Linked DNA regions of Mus musculus: region 2 is linked to region 1. Evidence: chromatin contacts called from public HiChIP or PLAC-seq data. All regions are on one chromosome and are shown on one strand. The core of a region is the stretch at or near the end of the contact, and the rest is flanking DNA. Distances in the headings are between cores, read along the strand shown. Region 1 has its middle 60 kb from the start of Rp1. Region 2 has its middle 68 kb from the start of Gm37323.

The links. HiChIP or PLAC-seq counts read pairs in DNA pulled down with a chosen protein or histone mark.
Region 2: a contact with region 1 is called in an H3K27ac HiChIP or PLAC-seq map of extraembryonic endoderm stem cells. The contact joins two enhancer-like sites. A contact is called at or near these places in 3 of 484 Hi-C or Micro-C datasets (extraembryonic endoderm stem cells, liver and uterus) and 1 of 115 datasets of contacts at active chromatin or transcription factors (extraembryonic endoderm stem cells).

What each region holds. Positions count from the first base shown.
Region 1 is chr1:4,416,882-4,424,440 of GRCm38.p6, reverse strand. No RefSeq gene overlaps it. Among named protein-coding and RNA genes, the nearest start is that of Rp1, 60 kb to the right of the region's middle. Within about 2 kb of position 2,055, at least 9 of the 459 cell types and tissues checked have an H3K27ac peak or open chromatin away from gene starts, as enhancers often do. A contact at or near this core is called in extraembryonic endoderm stem cells, where this site is marked.
Region 2 is chr1:4,673,074-4,680,106 of GRCm38.p6, reverse strand. No RefSeq gene overlaps it. Among named protein-coding and RNA genes, the nearest start is that of Gm37323, 68 kb to the right of the region's middle. Within about 2 kb of position 5,411, at least 3 of the 459 cell types and tissues checked have an H3K27ac peak or open chromatin away from gene starts, as enhancers often do. A contact at or near this core is called in extraembryonic endoderm stem cells, where this site is marked.

The sequences.
Region 1 (7,559 bases), core at 806-3,305:
ACAGACCAAATTTTGTAACAGCATGGCAAAGGGTGATTTTTAGAAAGAAAGATCAAAAGCGTAAACCATAATGGATAACATTCTGGTTATTTAGGTGTTAAAATTAGGGGGCTGGGGATGTAGCTCGGTGGCAGAACTTTCCTAGCATGCGCAGAGAAGCCTTAGGCTCAGCACTGTCCTAAAAAAAATAAATAAATAAAAAATAAAAAGAAACAAAGCAAAGAAACAAAACTCACCAGGAGTTAAAAATCTTTGATATAAAATATACCGTCAACTACGTCTGGAAGATTGGAAGAACTTTGGATAGCATATAATCGATACAGCTGTAGCATAATAATAAACTAGAGATCATTTAGAACTGCCCTCCCCACACACATACATACAAGAAAAAAGACTATAGACAGGCATGCTACAGCAGATGAAGCTGGAGTGACCAGAACCCACCTCACACATCGTTTATCAGGCAAATACACACTGGAACTGAAACTTCTATCTAGTTCTGGATAGGCAAATAATTCAAGGCGGATCCACGAGTGCTCTCAGATTGTGAGGACTAAGAAGAGTCTCCTGCTGCTGACTGGGGTATTAGTTAGTGATGTTACCTGATGCTGAGCAGTTTTGTAATGTTAGTAAAGTTGAAAATGTCCAATCCTCCACTAGAATGACTGTACCCCTAGTCAAGGTATGCGAAAGCAGTGATACAGGTTGTGAGTAGAATTCCAAGGTGAGTAACTGGAAACCTTTGCAGGCATCTCTGGATGGCAACAAACCGCCGATCAGTACAGGAACAGAAGACCCGGCTGGTTCCTTGGGTAGAGACTATGAAGGGTGTCCTATGTGATGGCTTCTGCTTTTCCAGAGAGGCAGTGTTTACACTAAGAAGGAAGAATTAAGTCAAGGGGAACAAAGGGAAACAAAGGGAAAAGTAGACTTCCAGTTTTGTTTCCTTTTAATGATTTCTTTATTAAATACAAAAATATTAGTATTCCAGACCTCACAAATTTTCCTTATAATTTCAGTAGGTTTTAAATTTTATCACAACAAATATAAGTGGGCCAGTGAGAATGATCAATCCATTAAGGTGTTTGCCACCATGTTTGATGATGTGAATTCAATTCCCAGAACTCACAGTGTAAAGAGAAGTGATTTCCTGCAGGTTGCACTCTAACTTTCACATGTATGCCATGGTATGTGTGTGTGTGGGCACACATACACGCAAATAAATAAGTAAAAACATTAAACATTTTAAACATAGTCATAGGGTACAGTGTGATAATTCTATCCTTTCCTCAAAGTTCCTTGTTTGTTCAGTAAAAACATAAAAATGCCTTCTGAACTGCGGTGCTGTCTATTTTTAAAGTAGAGTAAGCAATTGTAATTAAATTAAATTATCTTTTAAAATTAAATTATTACTTAAATTATAGTAAGGGCCCACATTTATCTGAAATAAAGCGTAATGCACTTTGTCCATCTTTAAGGGTGCGCATTCCTTCAACAGTTTTGTATTGTTAAAAAGTTTGAATGCAAAGTGTGTCTGAGATTCAAGGCAATTTTTTCACGAAGAATCTCTATAAAACAAGAAAGCAAGTTGTATGCTACTTTACAGAGTTCTACAGAGTATATATTTTCATTCTTCAAGGGAGGTATTTGGATATTGAAAGGAAAAAAGAAGGACTAAAGTCCATCAGGAAACATTACATCTGCAGTCCTATTCTGGCATCTAAGCTATGTGTAGGTGTGATGTAAATCCAAAGGGTTGGGAAGCCCTTACCCACACCCTGGCTATCTGCAGACTTACGGCCTTTGTCTCTGGCTCACTACCATCACTGCCTGTGGTTTTCGTTGCAGACACTCCTCATTCCTACAGTCCCTAATGTGGATTATCTTTAGTTTCACTACTCCCATCCACTTAGGGGTTGCTTGTGGGATTCTGACCCTGTCATACATCGCTAGGCCTCCCAGATTTTCCTTTACGCTGTGTTCAGAAGCCTCCCTGACCCCGTAACCCTTGCACTTTGCATTGCTGTACGATCAGCAGATGCAGACAATGCCAATGTTTGTAGCTGAAGCAATGACCGAACCCTATTGTAGCACAGCTTCTGTGGGCTCTGGGTCCCTGAGGACTGGTCACAAGGGAATCCTTTCTCTTGGGAAGTCCATACAGACACGATATCCCAGAGCTATCTGCTCAAAGTAAAGTTGAAACTGTATCATCTTGTATGTGCAAATAGGTGGGTGTCATACAATGTGTGAAATGTCCCCGAGGCATCTTTCCTGTCATGTTGATGTAATGCATTTGCTTTCTTTCTAGTGTCATGAACCTCCTTAGCAGCCACATTTTACTGGGCCACGGCTTTACATGTACTTCTTTTCTAGGCAAAAATACTTTTATTTTATTTTAATTTTTTAAAAGAACCTCCTTTCTGTTTTATTTTTTATTTTTATTTTTTTGGTTTATAATCCTCCCCATAATCGTAGCCAAAAGCAGTTATAAAATAACCATACCATAGGTTGAATGATGGGCTAAATGAAAAATGGATTTACCTTACTAACTATAATCTCAGGACATGGACAATATACAGAGCAGATATTTGCTAGAGTGTGCGATGTATGATCTTAGCTCAGTTGCACATAGATCACCATCCCTAACTGTGACTTCTTGTGAGCAGTCTTCCCTCTGACGTCAGCCCTGCCAGCCTCTGACTTCTGAAGCTCCACCACAGTCACCAAGCATTCTCTGTTTACAGCCTTCTAAGACTTTCCTTGCCAGCGTTTTCACACCATTGATAGCATTCTCTGTAAAACAGTTCCAAAGTCTTCTGAGCTTTGTCAGCTTCAATGACAGTGGTCACCATGCTCCTGATTGGAGTTTTATGAATTGATCACTTATTTCATTACTGCATCAGACATTTATTTCCAAAGTCCAAAGTAGGGGGAATCTTTATCTTGGTCCTTGTTCCCTGGATCAGGGTTTTCCTTTATCCTGTATTAGTTGCTTTTATAATTATTTGGTCAAGGTCTTTTGTCCATGTCTTTCATAGTTATGAATCTATAGCACAATACCCTTACCTTTGGAGAGTATGGTGTTCAGCTGTTCATCCTGTATTTGACATTTTGAGTTGTTTACAACATGAATGCAGATTTCCTCTGCTGGCTTCTGAAGGGAAACAGATGTTTCACTATCATGATGTACAGTATAGAAAAATTGCACTTCACTATGAAAAGGTAGCAGGATCCCTTTCCAGCCTTTCTGGAGGTGGGCTTAGCCAATAGAACAGCCAATGTCTTCTCTGCGGCCAGAGCAACCACTGCCTCTGCTACTGGACTGTTTTCCTCCCTCTTTTGCTATGGTTTCATTTGTAGACTCCCAGGGGCTGGGCCTAGGAGGTTTAAATTCTGCTCCTGCCTCTCCATCACCACAAGACCTCAGGTTTCTGGTCAGAACACTGTCTGTCTTGTAGGAGTTGCTTTTGGAACTATAGTCTCGAAGTGGTAAAAACCTCTGGTGAGGCTCCATCACTTGCGTGCAGACAGTCTTTTAAAGCTAGTTTTCAGTATGAGAAACATTTCTGAGATTTGCTCATGGTGGTGTTTGTGTGAATTATTGATCTTTCCTTGGTAGGTAATGATGCAAAGTCAGGTGTTTGCTTTTTTCATTCATTGGGGATTATCTGTATGTCTCACTGGGTTCTCCAGGGAGGTGTTTGAAAGTGGGATTGCCAAGTTCCATGACTTGTGATATAACGCTAGCTGTAATAAATATGCTCTGTATTGCTACCAAAACAGATAGTTATAATCCCAGCAACAGTGCATTTCTTTGCCTCAAAATGTAGAACTGTGTGTTTGCCTGTTTGTGAGTATAAAAGGATGCATATGAATTTAGTGTATATTTTCTCAGTGGCTATATGAGCAGAGTTCTTTGCGATGGATTAGTGTTCCCCACAAATGCACTCATGAAGGTTTGGTCCTCAGTCTGTGATATTATTGGAAGGTGTAAGACCTTTAATAGGTGGCGCCAAATGGAAGGTCTTCCTTTGAAAGGAATACTGAAATCTCAGCCTCTATCTCTATCGCCCTGTCTTGGAGTTCTGCCTGCTTTACTGGGAACTTTGACCATGATGTTCTGTCTTCCCATAGGCTCTGAAGGAAAGCACCCAGTTGAACAAAAACTGTGAGCCACAATAGGCATCCCTCTTTTTAAGTTGATTTTTTTATTATACTTTGTTACAACGTTAGACAGAAAACAGTCTGTGAATAGAACCAATCAATAGGAAGTCTTTTGGATCTCTCTCTCTTGTCAGTAAAAAGAATTTCCAATTTATCCAACTTGTTGAATAAATCTAAATTTGTCCCTTTTTTCTTGTTTTTGGCAAGTATTTAAATCTGTAGATACCTCAGACTGCTTAGCCTGCAGCCTAATGATACTTCCAGTTTGGGAGTATTATGAAATAGCTCTTATGAACATGCATAGAGATTTTAGAAGAACATATGTTTTCCATCTACTTTAGTAGATATGGGGTTTCTGGGTTAAAGGCAATTATATGTTTCACTCTACAATAAACTGTTAAACTGATTCATTTGTATTCAGGCTAACAGTGTAAGAGACTTCATCTGCACTGCCCTCCACTGTGGGACATCCTCTTTTCATTTAAGCTATTCAGGCAGGTATAAGTTACCTTTCCCAGTGCACACTGGCATTGGTCATCTTTTCCAATACTTTGTTTCTGTCTTTGTTCGGATGGCTAAGCTTTGACTGTTCTTTATGTATTTGTCGTTTTGTATGTAACAGAAACCACAGGATGCCAGCAGGTTTTTGTGCCAGATGAAGCCCCAATTTCTACTTCCAGTCCATGGTGACACCTAGATGCTGCATCCTTCAGATGGGTCGGAAATTGTGTCCTAACACAGCAGAAGAGACAGATGTACCCTAAAACATTTCTGTTCACGTTATGTTCCTTATATAAGTGATAATCGCTCTCCGTTGTGGGTGAATACCTCACCATAGGTCACCTTTCAAAGCCTGGACATCTTTGCCAGTCTGTCTTGGAATTGTTTCAATATGACTTTGAAAGATGATATTATCAGTCAAACTGTATGATATTATAGTTTCAGGTCCTTTATTATATATGGATAGAAAACATATATTTCTCTCACCCCATTACCTAACTTTTAGTTTTCACAACATCACTATTTACTGCGTGAAGGTTGTAAGTCTTGTTAAAAGTCTTCAAACCTCTAACCTTCTGAGTTTTCTTTTTTTAGGGTTGTGTGGGCAGACTGGCAGGGCTTCTCTCATCTTCTAGCACCTTTTCAGCTTTGGTGCCAGGTCGGTAATCTCAATGGAACTTTTGCGATGTCTGAGAGGTATGCTGAGGTTCTTTTTCTGTGCTTCATGCCCACTGTTCCAGCAGCGTTTGTTGAAAAGATAAAACTTGCACTGAGTTCCCTTGGTTCCTTCTTCCAAACCTAATTCATGTTGTGGATATATTTCTGTGCTCTTTATTCTTTCTCTTATTAAATTTTATATATCTTTGATGGCATCTTGTGAGCTGTATAACTTTAGCTTTATAGTAGATCTTTTTATAATAGGTGGGGAGAATGAGTTTCTCAACTCTGCTTTGCTCAAATTTGCTCTGGCTTTCCTGGTTTTGTTCTTTTTTAGTTTCTTCCATTCCCTTGCTTTCTTCCTCTTTGTTTCTTTGTTTCTTCCTCCCTCCCTCCCTCCTTCCCTCCCTCCCTTCCTCCCTTTCTCTCTCTCTCTTCTTTCTTTCTTTCTTTCTTTCTTTCTTTCTTTCTTTCTTTCTTTCTTTCTTTCTTTCTTCCTTCCTTCCTTCCTTCCTTCCTTCCTTCCTTCCTTCCTTCCTTTCTTTCTTTCTTTTTCTTTCTCTCTTGCTTGCTTTCTTGCTTTCTTCCTTTCTTTTGTTTTTCAAGGCAGGATTTTTCTGCATAGCCCTGGCTAGCCTGGAACTGACTCTGTAGACCAGGCTGGCCTCTGCCTGCCTCTGCCTCCTGAGTGCTGGAATTAAATGTGCACCCCCTAGCCCGTTTCCTCCATGCTTAATGGTTCTCTTTTTAGTTAGCATTCAGAGTTAGCTTGTCCATCTCTTCAAAGCATTGCTGAAATTTTGATTTGTATTATACGGAGTACACCAACTGAAGAGAATGTGGATTTATTGATATTATGGTCTATATATGAAGTATCCCCCCAAGTATCACAAGACTTGGACTCTAGCAGGTGCAAATTTTCAGAGCTAGTTTAAAAACTTCAGAAGGTGGGGTCTGGTAGTTTCATGGTTCATGTTGTTCCGTAAATAGTTTACTAAGGGTAAGCCTTATGGAATATCCAGCCACTCCTTCTTATCTCTTTTCCTCCATCTCTTCCTTTTTCTTATTCCACTTCCCTTTTTATGTTGTCTGTCTAGCATGAGTTGAGTAGCCTGTCCCACACACTTCCACCACCATGATGTTCTCTGCCATTCTGTGGGGCTAGAACAACAGGGACAACAATTAGGGAGTAAAACCTCTGAAGTTATGGAATATTTGTTTAGATGTTTGTATTGGGTATTTTGTGAGATTTAAAATATGACTAGCATGCTTAATAATATTTACCCCTAATAAGTGTTTTGCTTCTGAAGGAAAAGATATCATTGCAGTTGGAAGCCAAGGAATACCATAAAGCCACACCCCACAACAAACCTCACACAAGAGATTTATGGGGAGGGAAAAACCCGGAAGGGTGGCTGCTGCTTCTAGGATGAGAAGGAGCAGAGAACTGAGCATAAGTCAGAGTTTTTATAGTGTTTCTTGGGCGCACAGACATTTTCAGGATGGAGATTTCCAGGACTTGCTGGGATCGAAAGTCCTGAGCTTGGTTTTTTAGTCTGGAAGGTGGGGCTGGCCCAGCTGTTAGGGCAGTTAGAGTGTTTTCTGAATGGAACATGGTGATGGAAGGCCTTGACCCTCGGAATCATAAATTGCATATCAGTTTACTTCAATTTTAGTTCGTTTTGTTACATTTTAGCAAAGCATTTACAGATTTTGGTAAATTTAAATATTTAGTGTTACCGAGGTTGACAACATTTGTGTGTATGTGCTCACATGCATGCATGTGTGTGTATATGCTCGTGAGCATGTGTATATATGTATGGGAGTGCAAGCTCACTTATGTGAGTGAGGGCATATACTTATCAAAGCATGTATCTAGAGGCCATAGAATAGTTGTGCGTTTTGATTTTTCTCCTTTCATGTGGAACAAAGTCTCTCTTTTGCCTTTAACTACTGAATATATTAGAGTAGCTGGCCCATGAGCTTCAGGGAATCTGCTGGTCTCTGCCTTGATCTTACTTTAAGAGTACTGAGATTGCAGATGTGCACTGCTGTGCTTGGCTTTACACGAGTTTTGGGAATCTTCTCTCTAGGTGATTAAGAGAGCTATGAAACTCATTTCTTGTATAAAGGTCTTGGGCCCAACCTCCCTGTGTCCACGATTCTTTGTCCAATACACAGGTGCACCAACGCGTGCAGGCCACAAGGTGGCGCTTTCAAAAAAGGTTTAACTC
Region 2 (7,033 bases), core at 4,162-6,661, 250 kb before region 1:
CAAGCAAACGGTCCGAAGAAACAACTCTGAGTAGCCATTCTAATCTAGAATAAAATTGACTTCCAATCCAAAGTTATCAAAAAAGACAAGGAGGGGCACTTCATATTCATCAAAGGTAAAATCTTCCATGAGGAACTCTCAATCCTGAATATCTATGCTCCAAATTCAAGGGCAGCCACATTCATGAAAGAAACTTTAGTAAAGCTCAAAGCACACATTGCACCTCACACAATAATAGTGGGAGACTTCAACACCCCGCTCTAACCAATGGACAGATCCTGGAAGCAGAAACTAAACAGAGACATCTGGACACTAACAGAAGTTATGAAACAAATGGATTTAACAGACATCTAAAGAACATTTTATCCTAAAACAAAAGGATATACCTTCTTCTCAGCACCTCATGGTACCTCCTCCAAAACTGACCATATAATTGGTCAAAAAACAGGCCTCAACAGATACAAAAATATTGATATTATCCCATGCATTCTATCAGATCACCACGGACTAAGGCTGATCTTCAATAGCAGCATAGATAATAGAAAGCCAACATTCACATGGAAACTGAACAACACTCTACTCAATGATACTCTGGTCAAGGAAGAAATAAAGAAATTAAAGACTTTTTAAGAGTTTAATGAAAATGAAGCTACAACATACCAAAACTTATGGGACACAATGAAAGCATTTCTAAGAGGAAAACTCATAGCCCTGAGTGCCTCCAAAAAGAAACTAGAGAGAGCATACACTAGCCGTCTGACAATACATCTAGAAGCTCTAGAATGAAAGGAAGCAAATTCACCAAAGAGGAGTAGATGGCAGGAAATAATCAAACTTAGGCTGAAATCAACAAAGTGGAAACAAAAAGAACTATTCAAAGAATCAACCTGTTTGGTGAGTTTTTATACTGTTTCCAGGGGCAGAATAGAGCATCAACAACTCTACGGCACAATTTGATTGGTGGAACAGTATGCCCTTTAAACTGATGGTCTTTAGGGAATGAGGTAGTAGGGTATTAGTTGGCCTCTTCCTTCTGGCCTACATACTCTCTGCCCTGTCTATTCTAGGGGGAGAGGGGTGTGATGGAATTTTCCAATGCCTCTGAGCTGACCTCTTCACTGGCCCATGGTCTGTCTGTCTGTTCCTTCTGACTCTAGGAGAAACTGTCTTTCTCTGCATGTCCATTGTCATTTCCTCCTCTGCCCTGCTGGTCTCTCAGTGGGTGCACTTGCTTGGTTCAAGATCTTTAAGTTTTCTAGTAGAGGATGTGGAGTGGTCTTACATCGGTGTCCCTCAGGATGGAGGCACTCACTCACTTGTCTACAAGACTTCTTTCACTTGAGCCTCCTCTGCCTTCAGTATAGGAGCAGCACCTCTTGACCCTGCCCAGGGGCAGTTACATCCTAAAACCTGCTGATCTAGGGTTTAAACATTCAGGCTCTTCTTTAATTTTAAGTTAATTCCTAAGGTCAATCTCCACTCAAAACCACTTTTAAAATTAAGGGAATTCATTTCCTTTTATTTCTCCAAAGGTGTTGTCTCTCAGGATTTCCACAATAAACTTTATGAGTAGCAAACTCACAATAAAATCTGCTTCCTAGGGACTCTGCTTGTTATCTCTACATACCACAGACTGCCCTTCTTCATGTGTTCTGCTCTAATTTCAAACTGATGTTTGTTGGGTATTGTTATCAAGATGTTACGCAGGCACTTCAGACTTGACAGGACCCTGATATTGCACCTTTTCCCCCCTTTTAATAAATGATTCCATCATTCACTGGGAGTCTCAAACCAGAGGTATGGGAGTCCACCTTGGTCCCTTCCTCATTATTCATGAATGATCTGTTGTTCATTCTTGTTGAGTTTGCATTTGTTCATCCTGATAGTATGCATGTCCCTGATGTGACTACTCCATCGTATCTCAGATTCCCATCATCACGCATTTCACTCTCCTTCTTTACTGCCATATATCTCTGAGTAATTCTATAAAGTTTAAGTATTATCACACTATTTCCTGCTCTGGTCTGCCAGGGATGCCTATTGCCTTCTCAAGTCCAAACTTCTCAGCAAGGCATGGAGATTGAAGCTTTGCAATGGGTCCTCTTATCAATTCTTTTTCTGTTGCTATGATAAAAACACCATGGCCAAGGCAGCTTATAGAAGGACAATTTTATTGGGCTTATGGTTTCAGAGGGCTGGAGTCTAACAATAGTGGCAACAATGTGGTACCAAGTGGTAGGCATGAATGCGGAGCAGAAAGCTGAGAGCTCACATTTCCATTAGTAAACAGAAAGCAGAGAGAGCCACCTGGATAATGGTATGTTTTTAAATTCTCAAAAACTACCTTGCTGTACAGTGATGGTACATGCCTTTAATCCCACCACTGGGGAGGCAGAGACAGGCAGATCTCTGAGTTCAAGGCCAGCCTTGTATACAGAGTAATTCCAGGACAGCCAGGGCTACACAGAGAAACCCTGTCTTGAAATAAACAAACAACCAACAAACAACAATAGTACCAAACAAAAAGTAAAATAAAAACAAGTCTGTCTCCAGTGACGCACTTCCTCCAATAAGGTCTTACCTCTGAAACCTTCCCAAACAGGGTGACTTATTGAGGACCAGTGTTTAAACACAGCGTGTGGAGGATGCTCTCATTCATACCACCTCCATCCTTGGGACCTTCATGGGCTACCCCTCTGTCCTGCTGCTGCACTAGCTGTCCCTAGAGCAGATTTGAGACACTCTCTCTGGGAAAGATGCTTCTGTTTTGTGTGACTGTTAGATATGCTTTTGATTCTGTTACTTTCTTCTTCCACTTATTCATTTGTTTATATTTTGGTTTGCCCTCCCTATTAAGGAAGTAAGAAACCCCCTCTGAGACACAAAATTCAGTAGTTATTTCAGTAAACAGGCACCATCCCCTGGGGTCTCTTGATTTACATTTCTTGTTTTGGTACTTACCAAGAATATTACCCCAATAATTGTTTCAATATTCGATTTATTTCCCCATTTTAAGGAAGAACACGTTTAAATTAGGATAAAATTCTAATGTGACTAACAACTTGAAGGATATTCTTTTTTTTTTTCTTTCTAGGTAACTGAGTTGTTATTTAACCCTTTACATACTGTCAAATACTATTTTAACTATTTTTATGTATTGTTTCCAGTGTTGAAGATTGAACCTCGGAAACCAGGGATTTATGCATTCTAGGCAAGTGTTCTGCTACTTATATACAGCCACAGCCCTTTAATTCTTTTAAAATATGTTGCCCCTTTTTTGGGTGGCTTTAATTCTTTAAAAACTGAGACAATGGTATAGAGCATTCCCACACACACTATGTTGTTTCCTTCACAATTGACACTTTACAGTAGTATGAAATTTTAATGAACTAGTATCATTATAAATTGAAGTTCATTTTCTTTTCAGATAACTGTAATTTTTCTCAGTATTCCTTTTCTGTTATGATTTCACTCTACCAGCCAGGGTATCATATTGATTATTTGTTTAGGGATCAAACTCAAGACCTTTGTACTCTAGAAAAATACTCACTACTTCAGTCTCCTTTGGCTCCTCTTCGCTGAAAAAGATTCTCAGAATCTGTGATCATTCCCAGACTTTTTATAATCTTGCTGGATGCTGACAAGGCATCTTGCAGACTAGCTATCAAGTGTTCTTCTTCTGCTGCTTAGCTGAGATCAGCTTAAGATAGTTTTGAGGAGAAAGAACACATCACTCCACAGGTACCCACCATCAGCACAATGTATCACTTGTGTGGACTTTGATCACCTCAGTGACAGTTCATCTCCATTGTACAACTGCTTTCTGAACTACTTCTTGTCATGAAGTCATTTTATGCAATGAACAGTGGGAATCATTTCTCACCTTTCTCTTTCTTTCTTTCTTTCTTTCTTTCTTTCTTTCTGTCTTTCTTTCTTTCTTTCTTTCTTTCTTTCTCTTCCTTCCTTCCTTCCTTCCTTCCTTCCTTTCTTCCTTTCTTCCTTTCTTTTTTTTTTTTTTTTTGAGACAGGGTTTCTCTGTGTAGCCCTGGCTGTCCTGAAACTCACTTTGTAGACCAGGCTGGCCTCAAACTTGCTTTCTTTTCTTTTCTCCTTTTTCTTTTCTTTTCTTTTCTTTTCTTTTCTTTTCTTTTCTTTTCTTTTCTTTTCTTTTCTTTTCTCTTCTCTTCTCTTCTCTCCTCTCCTCTCCTCTCCTCTCCTCTCCTCTCCTCTCCTCTCCTCTCCTCTCCTCTCCTCTCCTCTCCTCTCCTCTCCTCTCCTCTCCTCTCCTCTCCTCTCCTCTCCTCTCTTCTCCTCTCCTCTCCTTTTCTTTTCTTTCTTTTTCCAAGACAGAGTTTTTCTGTGTAGCCCTGGCTGTCCTGGAATTTGCTTTGTAGATCAGGCTAGCCTCAAACTCAGAGATCTGCCTGCTTCTGCTTCCCTAGTGCTGAGATTAAAGACATACACTACCATGCTCTGCCAATTCCTCATATTTCTAAGGGCAGAATATCTTCATAAATTGCTTGGGATTCTCCTGTCAAAAGATTAGTCTTCTCTCCTTTACTCATTCACATATTCCTCTGTTCATGTGTCATGTATTTATGGTGTATGCATTTATAGTCGAGTGTGGGCCCTCCATGTGATGACCACATGGGGAAGTCAGAAGACAATGCAGATGTGGGCCCTCACCTTCCATGTTGTTTGAGACAAACTTCCTTGTAGTTCACAGCTGCCTATAGTGGGAGAGATACCCTGTGAGCTACTAAGTATTCTTTGATATTTACCTCCTGTTGTTCTTGTAGAAGCTCAGGGATTACAGATATGTGTGCTACTGCGTCTAGCTTCTATGTGATTTTGGGTATTCAGGCTCAAGTGACAAAGTTTGCATGGCAAGCACATTACCTGTTTTGCAATCTCCTCAGCTCTCTTTCATTTTTTATGCCATTATTTATTTATATTATCATGGATCACAGTATTTACTTCATGCTCTGAATGACATGCTGATCATGTATGTCCTTGTCATAGAATTAGAACCAGTATTTCTCTAAGAAGCTGTGGTTTTGTTTTGTTTTTGGGTTTGTGTTTTATTAGTTTTATTATTTGGAGCTATGATCTGGGACATACAAGCAATTATTGCTACTTGGTGGCATTGCTTCTAGGCATTTTAGCTGATGGCCAGCAAACTTATGTGGGCATATCAACTTATGTGTATCCCTGTATCTGTCGCTATCTATACAAGACCACTGAATTTGTATTAGGCTAATGTGAGTTCACATTGAAGCTTCCATTATCGTATGGATCGGCTCAATCTTTGCTTGATTAACTGTAAACCCTCCCTCTAACAGTAAGAAATGTGGCTCCCATCAGCTTCCATCCATTTACTTCATTGTTCTGTTCTAGTAGTGTTGTCTCGACATTGTTGACCCATACTCCCATGGGAAACAACATTATCAAGTAGCATTCCACTTTAAATCGGAGGCGCTACTCATTCTCAAAGTTACCGAGTCTTTGCTTTTATCTCCCCCACCCCAGTAAGATAGTTGCATTCCATTTGTGACAGTTGGACTCCTTATCTCAGTCTGCATTTTATTCTGGGAAACCCTACCCCTAAATAGTTTTAATTTTTAAAAAATGTGTTAAAGATCATCCTGTATGCTACAAAGTTCTATGAGTTTCAGAAACTGCATACTGCTTATAATTATGATACACAGAAGAGTTCCACCATACTAAAACAACCTCCCAATAAAGACATATAATACCATATGCCTTTAACCCCAGCACATGGGAGGCAGAAGCAGACTGACTTCTGTGTGTTTGAGAATAGCCTGGTCTGCATGGAGAGTTCCTGACCAACCAGGACTGTATAGTAAGCTTGTCTCAAAAACAAAAAAAAAAAAGCAAAATTTAACCCTACAAAACTCAAAATAAAGCAAGCAAGCAAGCAAGTAAACAAGCAAGCAAACAAACAAACAAACAAACTCCTCCTCCATCCTGTGGATTGTCTGTTTAGTGTTTTCCTCCAAACTCTCGGCAATTTTGTACTTTGGCCTTTCTCATAATATCAAATAATTGAGAGCAAACACAATACAGCAGCTCAGACTGGATTCTTTCAAGGAAAATGCACTCAAGACTCATCCATGTCTTTTCTCATTTGTAGTTTATCTTCTTTTCTTTCTGAGTAATATTCCATGGCATAGGGCTTTATTCTGTTTTAAATATTTCAGCATTTTGCAATAGTTACAGTGTTTGCCTGTGGACAAGTTTTCAGGTAAATTGGCTAAATGTCTAGGATCTCAGTATGGAACCATATACGATTATGTTCAGCTTTGTGAGAAACCATCAAACTGGCTTCTAAATGGTGATGTGAGTTCACCAGCCACAATCAGTTCCTGGAGCCCTACATTCTCAGCAGGAAGCAATGTTGCCACTTTGGGGGATGTTACCATTGTTGTAAATGTGTTTGACTCGCATTGTTGTGGATTTTCTACTTGAGTTTCCTTTGAGTGACTACTGGCTCAAGTGTTGTACAAAATGGGCTAAAGGGTGATAGATGACTGCCTTATTTTGACAGTTTTGAATAATTGTATAATAGAAATTGAACTATTTTATAAGCATACCTTATTTGATTGGTCAAGAACTTACAAAGTTGCTTAATAAGTACATGGCTTATTCCTAAAGAATAAATCACCAGAAATATAACTAACATTATAAGTTTACCATTTATTACACATTTTCCATGAATATGGATAGGAGAAAGTAATATAAAACTTTTTCATCCAAGTTTGTAACTAACAGAAATATGTGTTACTTCTGCTTTACGTTTAATGAACCTTGAAATAATGACCCCAATAAAACTGATGGAGAAAAAAATCTTGATAGAAATTTAGGGAGAATTTTTCCCCCCAGGGTCTATTACCTTTAAAAACCGCAGTTTTCATTTAAGTCTACCAGTAAGTCCAATAAGCCATTGGTTCCTCGAGGTAGACTTGGGTAGAACGATTCCTTTGGTATGTCATTACTGCCCCTCCTAGAATAA